Linked DNA regions of Anser cygnoides: region 2 is linked to region 1. A link is a contact called in public Hi-C data. All regions are on one chromosome and are shown on one strand. The core of a region is the stretch at or near the end of the contact, and the rest is flanking DNA. Distances in the headings are between cores, read along the strand shown. Region 1 holds the start of SLC29A1 (solute carrier family 29 member 1 (Augustine blood group)). Region 2 holds the start of LOC106029739 (epoxide hydrolase 1-like).

Region 1 (4,684 bases), core at 1,508-4,007:
ACGTGGCCACGGGCAGAAGAGGGCTCCGCACGCAGCCCCAGGAGCTTTCACGGCGGTGCCTGCCCAAATCCGCGCCCAGCCCGCCAGCCGCTGGCTGGCGTGGAGGAATTCGGCTCTGTGTAAACGCCTGGCACGGCTGACTAAATCCTGTTTGGAGAGCGGAGCCTGTCCTGTCATGCTTTCCCCTTCGGGCGATTCAGCAGTGGAGCTGTGGCTGAATGCTCCCAAACATCTCCCGGGGAGGCATCCAGGAGGGACCTTTCCCACAGCTCCCAGCACCACAAGCCGCTCATTATTTCCCCTCCCTGCCAGCCGGGTTTGCTCGCATTCCCGAGCCACAACGTGGCCCCAGGGCCAACCAACGGGGCGCGATGATGAGACATTGCCAGAAGGGCAGGCCGAACCTAAGGCTGGCCGCCGAGCGCGCTGACTGCCCAGGAGAGGGGGAAAAAAGCCTGAGCCCCACATCGGGTGCATCCCAAGTGAGCACCTGCCCTCCTAGGTACGCCCATGGGCAGGGGATGTGCTAAAAAAAACAAAAAACAGGGGAAAGGAAATCCTTGGGGGTGCCACCGGGCTTTGGGGTGCAGACGTGGAGAGGGGGGGGGCTTCCTCAGGGGCACCGCCTGCTTCTCCCCGGGTTTCGGGTGGGCTGGGGCTGAGCCCGCTGCGCCGGGAGGGGCCCCGGAGCCGTGCCAAAGCACCGACAAACTCATCGCAGGGGCAGCGCGGCCCGGTGCTCCCCTCTGCTGGCCGCGGCCGGCGGCGCGCCCGTCCCCGGCGCCTCGGGGCTGCTGGGGGGGGGGCCGTGTGTTTTTTGGGGGGGGGTGGAGGGGGGTTGGAGCAGCCTTTTGGGGGCTTGGCGAGAACCCAAAGCTGGGACCCCCTCAAGATTTTGGGGTGCTACTCTCAGCCGGGATGGGTGCATTATGGATGTGGTTATGGAGGTGATGGGAGCCCCCCCCAAAAAACCAGGCAGAGCTCCCCGAGAAGCCGACGAGCCCCCCCCCCCGCCGGAGCAGCTCGGTGGGCCGAAGCCAGGGCTGCCCACCCCGACCCGCGTCCCCCGTGTGGGGTTGTGGCTGGGACGGCGGCACGGTGCCGCCACGCCGAGAGGCAGCGTGGGGGTGAGGGCCAGGCAGCGTGGGGGTGAGGGCCAGGCTGCGGACCCTGCCCCGGCCTCCGCGCCCCGCGCGCGGGGTCAGGATCCTGCAAACAAGCTGGGGGGCAGCCGGGGCCACCGCGTCCCGGCCGAATCACACCGAGGGCAGCACGGGGACGGCGCCTGGGGGAGGAAGGAGCTGGGGAGGGAGCGGAGCGAGGGCCGAGGGCGAGCTCCCAGCGGTCAGCCTGCAGCTCGGAAGGGTCACAGGAGAGAGCCTGGCTCCGGGGACAAAGGGCTTGCGAGGTTTGGGCAGGGCTGGGGAAGAAACCCCGACGGGGAGGCGCAGAGTGAGGGCTCCCCGGTGGTGTCCCCCGCGCTGCAGGTACCCCAAGGACCTTACGGGAACACAAGGCACCACCCCAGTATGGCCGGGAGCATGGGGGCGAGCGCACCGGGGCCAAAAAACCCACCGGACCACCTGCCACCCCCACAGCACCCCAACCCCTGCCCCGTTGTGGGACAGCACACAGAGCAAAGCCACCGCTGCCGGTGTCCCCGTGCCCCAGCTCTGACCTGCTGTGTCCCACGGCACCGCCGCTCAGCCCCGTGCCCTAGTTACAGCGCCTGCAGCTCCGCGGCGGCCGTCCATGGCACACGGTGCCAGCCCGGGGCACGACCATGCACGCTTACATGTTGTTGTGATTTTTTTTATTTATTTTTGTTTGTTTGTTTCCGATGTCCGCAGGGCCGCTGGCGGGCTGCGTGCCCGCGGTGCTGCCGGCTGACAAGCCCGGATCCCGCACTGCTCAGGGGGAGAGCTGCCAGCGCTGCCTGCCTGCCTCTCCCCAGGTCCTAGCGCTCTGCCTGCCGCGCCAAGGACACCCGGCTGCAGGACAGCCCTCGGCCCCCCGCGCGGGGATGCCCCGTGCCCTCCTGGGGACAAAGTCCTTGTGAAGGGGGGGGCCCTGCCCTATAGGCATCGCCCTGCAGACCCTGCTCCCCCCGGACCTTTCCCTTCCGGCCGCAGCATGGCCGGGAGCCGGATCGTCCTTGTCACCAGATGCCCAGATCCCCGTTCAGCCCCGAGGCAGAGGGACGGGGCGGTGGGTGACAAGGCTCGGCACAGGCCCCCGGCTGCGGGGTGACCTTGCACGCGGGTCCTTGTGGTGGCTTCTCAGAGCCACGTCCCCTCCCCATCCAGCCCCCCAAGCCAGCGCCTTTCCCTCTCGCCACCCTGCCCGTTACCTCCAGGGCTCAGCTCCCCGCTGCCGCCTTGCCCAGTGCCGGGGATCCTCCGGTGGAGGGAGGACGGGGGCTGCCGAGCCCTCACCGTGCCACGAGCTCCTCAGCCAGGCGCTGGCTGCGAGCGGCTCCGTGGGGCTCCCGCTGGCTCAGCAGGTGGAGGCTGCGTGCACGCGGGGATTAGCGGGGGGAAGCGGCGCCTGCCATCGAGACCGCCAGCGGGATTCGTCAGCGGGGCCCGGCGCCAGGGCAAGGAGGGGGAGAGGGTGAGGGGAAGGCGCCCTCCTGCAGCGCGGGTGCAGGGGACGGTGCCCTCCTGCGACACCCCGCTGCACGGGGAGCGTGCCGTGGGCTCTGCCTGGGGTCACAAGGTGCCCCCGTCCCTGCTCCGTTTTACACGTCTCGTCTCACGCCGCCGTGCTGGACTTGGGCCAGCGTGGGACACTCTGGGCAGGTCGGTGGCTCCGGGTGTCACGCACCCCAAGCAGTGAGGGGGGACGAGCCCTCCGTGCGGCCCCAGCCCCGCTGCCCCTCCGCCGGGCCCCTGAGCAGCTCAGGAATGAGCTGGCGGCTCCTGACCGAGCGGCTGCTGCGCAGGGCCGGGGCTGCAAGTGCCTCCTCGCGGCACGGCCGGGGCTGGCCCCGTCCCAGGGCATCCCCCCCAGCCCCGAGCGAGCCGCCCCGCTCCTCTCTTCCCATTAAGGCAGTGTGCACGGGCCGAGCGGCGGTGCTGGAGGAAAACAGGTGACCGAGCCAAGAGACCGAGCCAAGAGAAATCTGCGGCCCCAAATCCCCCCAACTCCCCTCCTCCGGGAGCACGAAGCCCCTCGCTGGGTGACACCGCTGCCCCCGTCCCCAGCTGGGGGTTGCAGCGGGACACAGGGGGGTGGGAGCAGCCCCGTGCCCGCTACTCGTGTTTCTGCGCTTGCAGCCCTTGCTGCGGATCTGGGCGGCAGCCAGCCCAGCTATTTTAAGCCCCATCCTGTGCCTGCGGAGGAGAGGCTGAGCCTCGGAGCCTGCCGGGAGCGTCCTCACAGACCTGTCCTTTTTGCCTGAGGGCTGGTGCACACCCGGACGGGGCTTTGGGCTCCCTCCCCTTCCCGGCACAGACAGGAACCAGAGTGGCTGACACCAGCACGGGCTGGCGAAGCTATTGCAAAATTTTGGGACAGGGAAGCCCCCGGGGTCTGGCCACGCTCCCTGACCGTCACCACAGCATGCAGCACGCGCCTGCCTGCGGCCATCCTGCACCGAGCACGAGGCTCGAGGCTGAGCAAGTGAGGGAAACGGGGTCCAGGTGCCACGAGGGATGAGCTGGGCTGGGGACAACAGGGAAAACCACAGGACCAAGCTCCTCGGGAGATGCCAGGTGGCTCAGGCTTCCCCTCGAGCAGCACCGAGCCCGGCCACGGGAGCCCCCTCCTCTGACATGACCACCACCCACCTTCGGGAGCCCCTCTGCGGGCTGGATGAAGAAGCTCCCAGACCGCGTGTCGATCTGTTTTTTAATAAAAAGGCCCCCGGCCCTGCCTGTGCTGCGTGTGGGGGGAGGCCCGGGGGCGGGAAGGGGGAGGCGGGGGTGTAGTGCAGCCCCCCCGGGCAGGCGGCGAGCGGTGAGCTGGTGCTGGCAGCGGAGACGGTGCGAGGACGGCACCCGAGAGGAGGAACACGGGCAGGCGGGGGCTTTCCTCCCCCTCGGCCGGGGTTCACTCCTTCTTGCCGAAGAACTTCTTGAAGACGGACTTGTTCTTGGGGCGGGGGGGGCCGGGGGGCTTCTCCCCCAGCGCGTCCCGCGGGCTCCCCGGCCGCGCCACGAAGGAGTGGCAGCGCGCCCTGGGCACGGCCGCCGCTTGCTCCCCGATGTACAGCGTGACCGAGTAGCTGCTCCCGGCCTCCAGCGGCTCCTGGGGCACGGCCACGGGGGTGATCTTCTGGTAGGTGGCTGCGGGAGGGAGCAGTGAGAGGCTGCCAGCCCCCCCAGAGCCCTCCCCGAGCAGGGCACGGGGTGCTGCAGCCCGCGGCGCAGGGATGGGGGCACCAGCACCGCACGGGTGGCTCTGGGGACAGGGGCGCTGGTGCCACCTCCTGGCTGTGACAGCAAAACCAGGAGCTTGCCCAGAGAAGCCGTTGTCCTCTCACTGGTAGCTGTGGGGCTGAGCACAGCCACCCTGTAGGGCGCTGGGAGATGGCACAAGGCGGGGGAGATGCCTCCTGGTGGGATGGGTGACCCACCCCGTGGCCACCACCACTCCAACGGGACAAACACCGGCAGGCGAAGCACCTCCTGCCCCGATGGGGCTGCTGGACAAGGCTGCCCCAGCCACGTGTGCCCCGACC
Region 2 (4,684 bases), core at 990-3,489, 580 kb after region 1:
AGTAATAGTCTCAAGACAGCGAACCTGATTTTGCACATGCAAGAGGAGAATTATATAGTGAATTCTTCATACAGAAAGGTGAAGGGCAGAGCATTACAGCCAGGAGCATAAATATCAGTGAGGGGCTTGTAATCGACCTAAGGGTCAGAATGATCATTTACGAGTTAGCCCAGCATCTCAAGCTATAAAACAGCTGCAGGCAAAGCTTTTGTGCTCCAGTCTTAACTCTGTTCACAATCTCATTTCATAACCAGAAATCACCAACTTTCCTCCCCACGTCTCGGGTTTTGGAACTAATGGCATTTAGGAGGCTTCCATTCCAATTATGTGCAAAGGACAATGAGAAAACCACAAAGTGCTCAAACAGGGAAAAGAAAAAGAAAAAAAAAAAAAAGTGGTTATTTTGTGCACTCTGAGCTCCTCTTCCCACCAGAGGGCACCCATTATTTGCAGAAGTGCTGCGAGTGCCTCTTTTTGGCACTCGCTTAAGCTCTGGTTGGGCTTTTTGGGCTCTCCCTCCGGCAGCACTGTGAATGGCCCTGGGAGAGCTGGCAGGTTATCTTGTGTTTGGCTGCTCCTGCTTGTATCCCGCTGCTGAAACAGGTGGGAAAAATGCATTACGGTTACATTTCCATGTGCATATTTTCTATTGTTTGTGCAGGCGTGATACTGCTGATTGGTGGCAAAAGCAAGGGAGAGAGAGGAAACAAGCCCTCTGTTCACATGGGATTTGTGCAATGGAAACATGAGAGCCTTTTAAAGTTTAGACAGATGCAATACTGAAATACTATATAACAATTCTTCTTTTTTTTTTTCTTTTCTTTTTCTTCCCATGCCAGAACAGCAGCTGGACCAGCAAAATCACAGCACCGGGACAGGGGCAGAAAATGTTCTAATAGTGCTCCAAGGAGGCTTTTTAAAATGGGTTTGATAAAACGTCTATCATTAAGGATAAGGGATCCTGCCCCAGTGCAGGGAGATGCTCTGAGACACTCTTCTATATCCTTTCCTCTGATAGTTACATTTATGGGACGTGCATCACAGCCTCCGGGTAGGTAGCCTAGTTGACACCAACAAGCAGTTTCTGCCTGGAGTTGTGCATTTGGGCCACTAGGGGTTGTAAGAGAGAAGGGGAAAAAAACTTGTTTTCCAGTGGATGGACAAGCTGCTGCAGTACCCCAAAGTGGAGGATTTCCTCCGGAACCCCTTGAGCTCTTTGCTCCAGCACTCACCAAACTCTTGCACATACACCCTGCATTTTATACAGCATGCTAACATCTCAGTTGTTTCAGATTTATCACTGTTTTGTGTCTTATTGGTTGTTTGAGGTTTGGTTTGGTTTTGTTTTTTGCCTTTTAGCCTCAGGATATTAATGGCCTTGGTGTGCCCGCCTATATCTCAGAGAAACCTGTTCTGATAGTCCCAAACCTTTTAGACAGACGGCAGCAACTTGTATCTTTTCTCTGCCGCTTTAACTAGCTCTGCTGGCTCTTTTCCAACATTCCTGGAATAGATATTTTCACTCTCAGTTATTTAAGCCAGATCTTCCTCCTTTGTGCCTTTTCCTAGTCATAGGTAAGAAACAGAATTCTCTCAAGGTCTCTTTTGAATCCTAGAAACATCACTGCCTGTTGTACCCCAACATGTCAAACTACGGGGGTCCTCAACTACCTTTCACCCTGGTGATCATTTTTTCCTCTTGTTGATAGTAATTCTCCAGTCTTAATTACAGCCCCCTCTGCAATCAGGGATGCCATCTTCCAAAAGGCTTCCAGACTTGCTTTTATTTTAGAAATAAGGCCTTAAAGCTAAGTAATCCCAGCCATCTCCCAGGCATAACCAGAAATAGCCGTGGTGTAGCAAGAAATTGAACTTAAACCAAATGTAGGATTTACAAGGTTTTCCTCCTGATAGCTCTTTTGACAGCACAGCAATACAAGACTTGATCTCCGCAGATCTCATTGGTAATGGGACTTTACTTTGAGCATTGCATGGAGGTAGGAGTCATTCCCTCTGACAGTAAAATGTAGCTATCCCTGAAGTGAAACACGGCAAGGACACTGTGCAACAATTTGGGAAAAAAGAAACCTTTATCCAGTAAGATTTAATTGACCATTTGGGAAATGAAATCTAGTTCCCTGAGCTAAATAAAAGCACTAGTTTCTGTGGTATATGAGAAAACTTATCTTTTCCTTTTTTGATGTTTTGTTTTGTTTTGTTTTGTTTCAGCTGCTGCAAATCCCAGGCGCACATGGGATTGAACCACACGATGCACAGGTTGGAAGGGACCCGTGGAAGTCAGCTGGTCCCACCACCTGCACAGAGCAGGTCCAGGTAGGTCAGGTTGCAGAGTGCCTTGCTCCTTACAAATTCTGAATAGCTCCAAGGATGGAGATTCCAGATCTTCTCTGGGACCCTGTTCCAGTGTCCTTTCTGGGACACACTTCAGTGTCTGAATGGGGAACTAATTTATCCTAATATCTAACCAGAACTTCCTTTGTTGCAATTAGCATCCATTACCTTTTGTCCCTCCACTGTTGCTCCCCCAGAAAGAGTCTAGCTCTATTTTTTCTATGCTGTCCACTAGGTAGCTGTAGACAGCAGTAGGATGGACACACGCACACACACACACATTTGCATTCTGTCTTCCAGGCTGAACAAGCACAGGTCTGAGTCTCTCCTCATACAGCATGTGCTCCAGCCCCTGGCAGCCTGGTGGCCCTGCACTGGACTCACTCTGCTCCGTCCTCTACCAACAAGACCAGACCTCAGCACTGCGCTTCCAGACATGGTCTCACAAGGGCCAAAGAGAAGGAAAGGATCGCTTCAGCCAGCCTGCTGGCTAACATATTTGCTGTATAGCCCCATACATAGCTAGCCTTTTTCAGAAGGTCCCCTCCTTGAGTGATTCATTTGAGGACCTCAAATCAGGCTCTGCAGAGCTGCTTTCTGTGCTTTTGGCACCCAGCCTGTGCTGGTGCACAGGTCTATTCCCTCCCCATGCAGGACTTTGTATTTGCCTCTGTTGAACTTTGTTGAACCTAATTTGCATGCGCACACTTAGGCAATAGGTGGCACCAATCAATGATGTGGCTTGCCTTGTCACTGAGAGAGCGTCAGTGCCAAGAGAAAGCCAGCCGAGGAGACACCTGGGTTGCTTCGCTCAGAGCTGCAGCAAGGCGAGGAGGAGCAGACATGTGGCAGGAGGTCCTTCCCAACGCCTGGTGAGATGCCCTCGGGGTGGGGAGGAAGGCCCCAAACAGGGCTCTGCTGTGGTTGGGGTCGGGGAAAGCCCTGCAGGGTAACCCAGGCTGAGCCAAGCCATCGGAGGGTGTGGGGAGCACGCAGCTGGTTTCTCCTGAGCGTGACTGGGGAGGAGGTTGTACTAGACCGAACCTTGCTTTTTGTTGCTCGGAGAGCTGTGTCTCTGGCGTGCTTGATTTGTTAACAGCGCTGAGCTGGTGCTAGTGCCACAATAACTTGTTTCATGCCTCCGACTCACTAAAGTCTGGGATGTAAGTGCACAGGGATATTATTACCTGTTGCATAAGCTGCTCAGCCTCCGTGAGGTGGAGGGTGACATTGTTTGCTTACAGAAGCTTTGTTTTGCCTTGGCAGGGAGCTGTTTAAGGAGGTACCTCCTTAAAAATCACACACCAGATATCAGAGATCATTACCAAATTGCCATGGGGACTGCTACGGTCTCCAGTATAGGCACCAGATTATTTGCCACAGGTAGTGGTGGGAAATGATAGCAGGTAAAAAGAAACAGCAAATGGGTGTGTGTTTTCATGGAGATTTGTGCCCTTGTATTTGTTTTGAGATACCTTAATTATGACGCCAAACAGCTCCCTACTTCAGCCACCTTCCGTAAGGTGGAGCGGCAAAACTTTTTCTTGTTACTTCTAGTTTTTTCCAGAAGTAACTATTCTTGCAAGACAATCCATCAGGCTAAAATAGAACCAAGGAGGAATTTTCATTTTTCTTGCAGGCAGATAAGACCTAAAAGCTCAGTATCTACTTAGGAGTCATTAGAAGTAGGAAAGGTATAGCAACTCACTGAAATCTGAGCAGGTAAAGGTCCTACAAGCCTCTCCTCGTGCCAGCCCTGTGGCACAATGAGCACAGCGTGGCTGGGAGCAGAGTGAACCTTGATCTTAAAAGTTCCCTGCAGGGCTTTGTGCCTATCTCCATGCAGTGGTCAAAATAACTGATTTTCCTGGCTGAAGTATCACAGCCACTCGTAGGATGAAAGACTGCAAGGACACCTACCCGTCTGTTTAGGGCCTTTTATCTAAATTGTGCTGAAGGAGGTAATATTATTTAAACAAGATATCTAGCTAGCACGCAGCCAAGAAACATTGCCTCTGCACTCCCTCTCTTTCTCATCCAAATGTACAAGAAAAATTATGGATGTGTCCGTGTGGCTAAAGAGCTCACAATCCCAAGGCAGATGAGGTTCTTTGCACTCTCCCCAAAGATTGGTACTATTCAGACAACACGATCAGTCTGTAAGGATCTTTTTTTTTCTTTTTCTCTTTTATTTAGGGAGAGCATCTTATCCCGCATCAGGTGAGTGAAATAGCCAAGCCCTCCACTTTTCATTTAACACCCGACCTAGAATACAGCATAGTCCTTTCCCACCTCCATATGACAACAACAAATTTTCATTTGTAGTCCTCCT

Evidence for each region. Hi-C and Micro-C count contacts between places; a contact is called where the count stands out from the background.
Region 2: a contact with region 1 is called in a Hi-C map of liver, with 2.0 times the contacts expected there. The contact joins the promoter of LOC106029739 here to the promoter of SLC29A1 in region 1. A contact is called at or near these places in 2 of 7 Hi-C or Micro-C datasets (both in liver).

The regions. Positions count from the first base shown.
Region 1 is chr3:33,857,621-33,862,304 of Taihu_goose_T2T_genome, forward strand. SLC29A1 (solute carrier family 29 member 1 (Augustine blood group)) reads right to left here and starts at 2,758. Exons shown (of 14, transcript XM_048080133.2): 1 at 2,351-2,758. It overlaps LOC106048216 (spectrin beta chain, non-erythrocytic 2-like), which reads right to left. Exons shown (of 31, transcript XM_066993846.1): 31 at 3,839-4,289. The coding sequence ends at 4,054.
Region 2 is chr3:34,438,574-34,443,257 of Taihu_goose_T2T_genome, forward strand. LOC106029739 (epoxide hydrolase 1-like) reads left to right here and starts at 2,240. Exons shown (of 11, transcript XM_013171012.3): 1 at 2,240-2,334; 2 at 3,065-3,224; 3 at 4,549-4,572. The coding sequence starts at 3,085.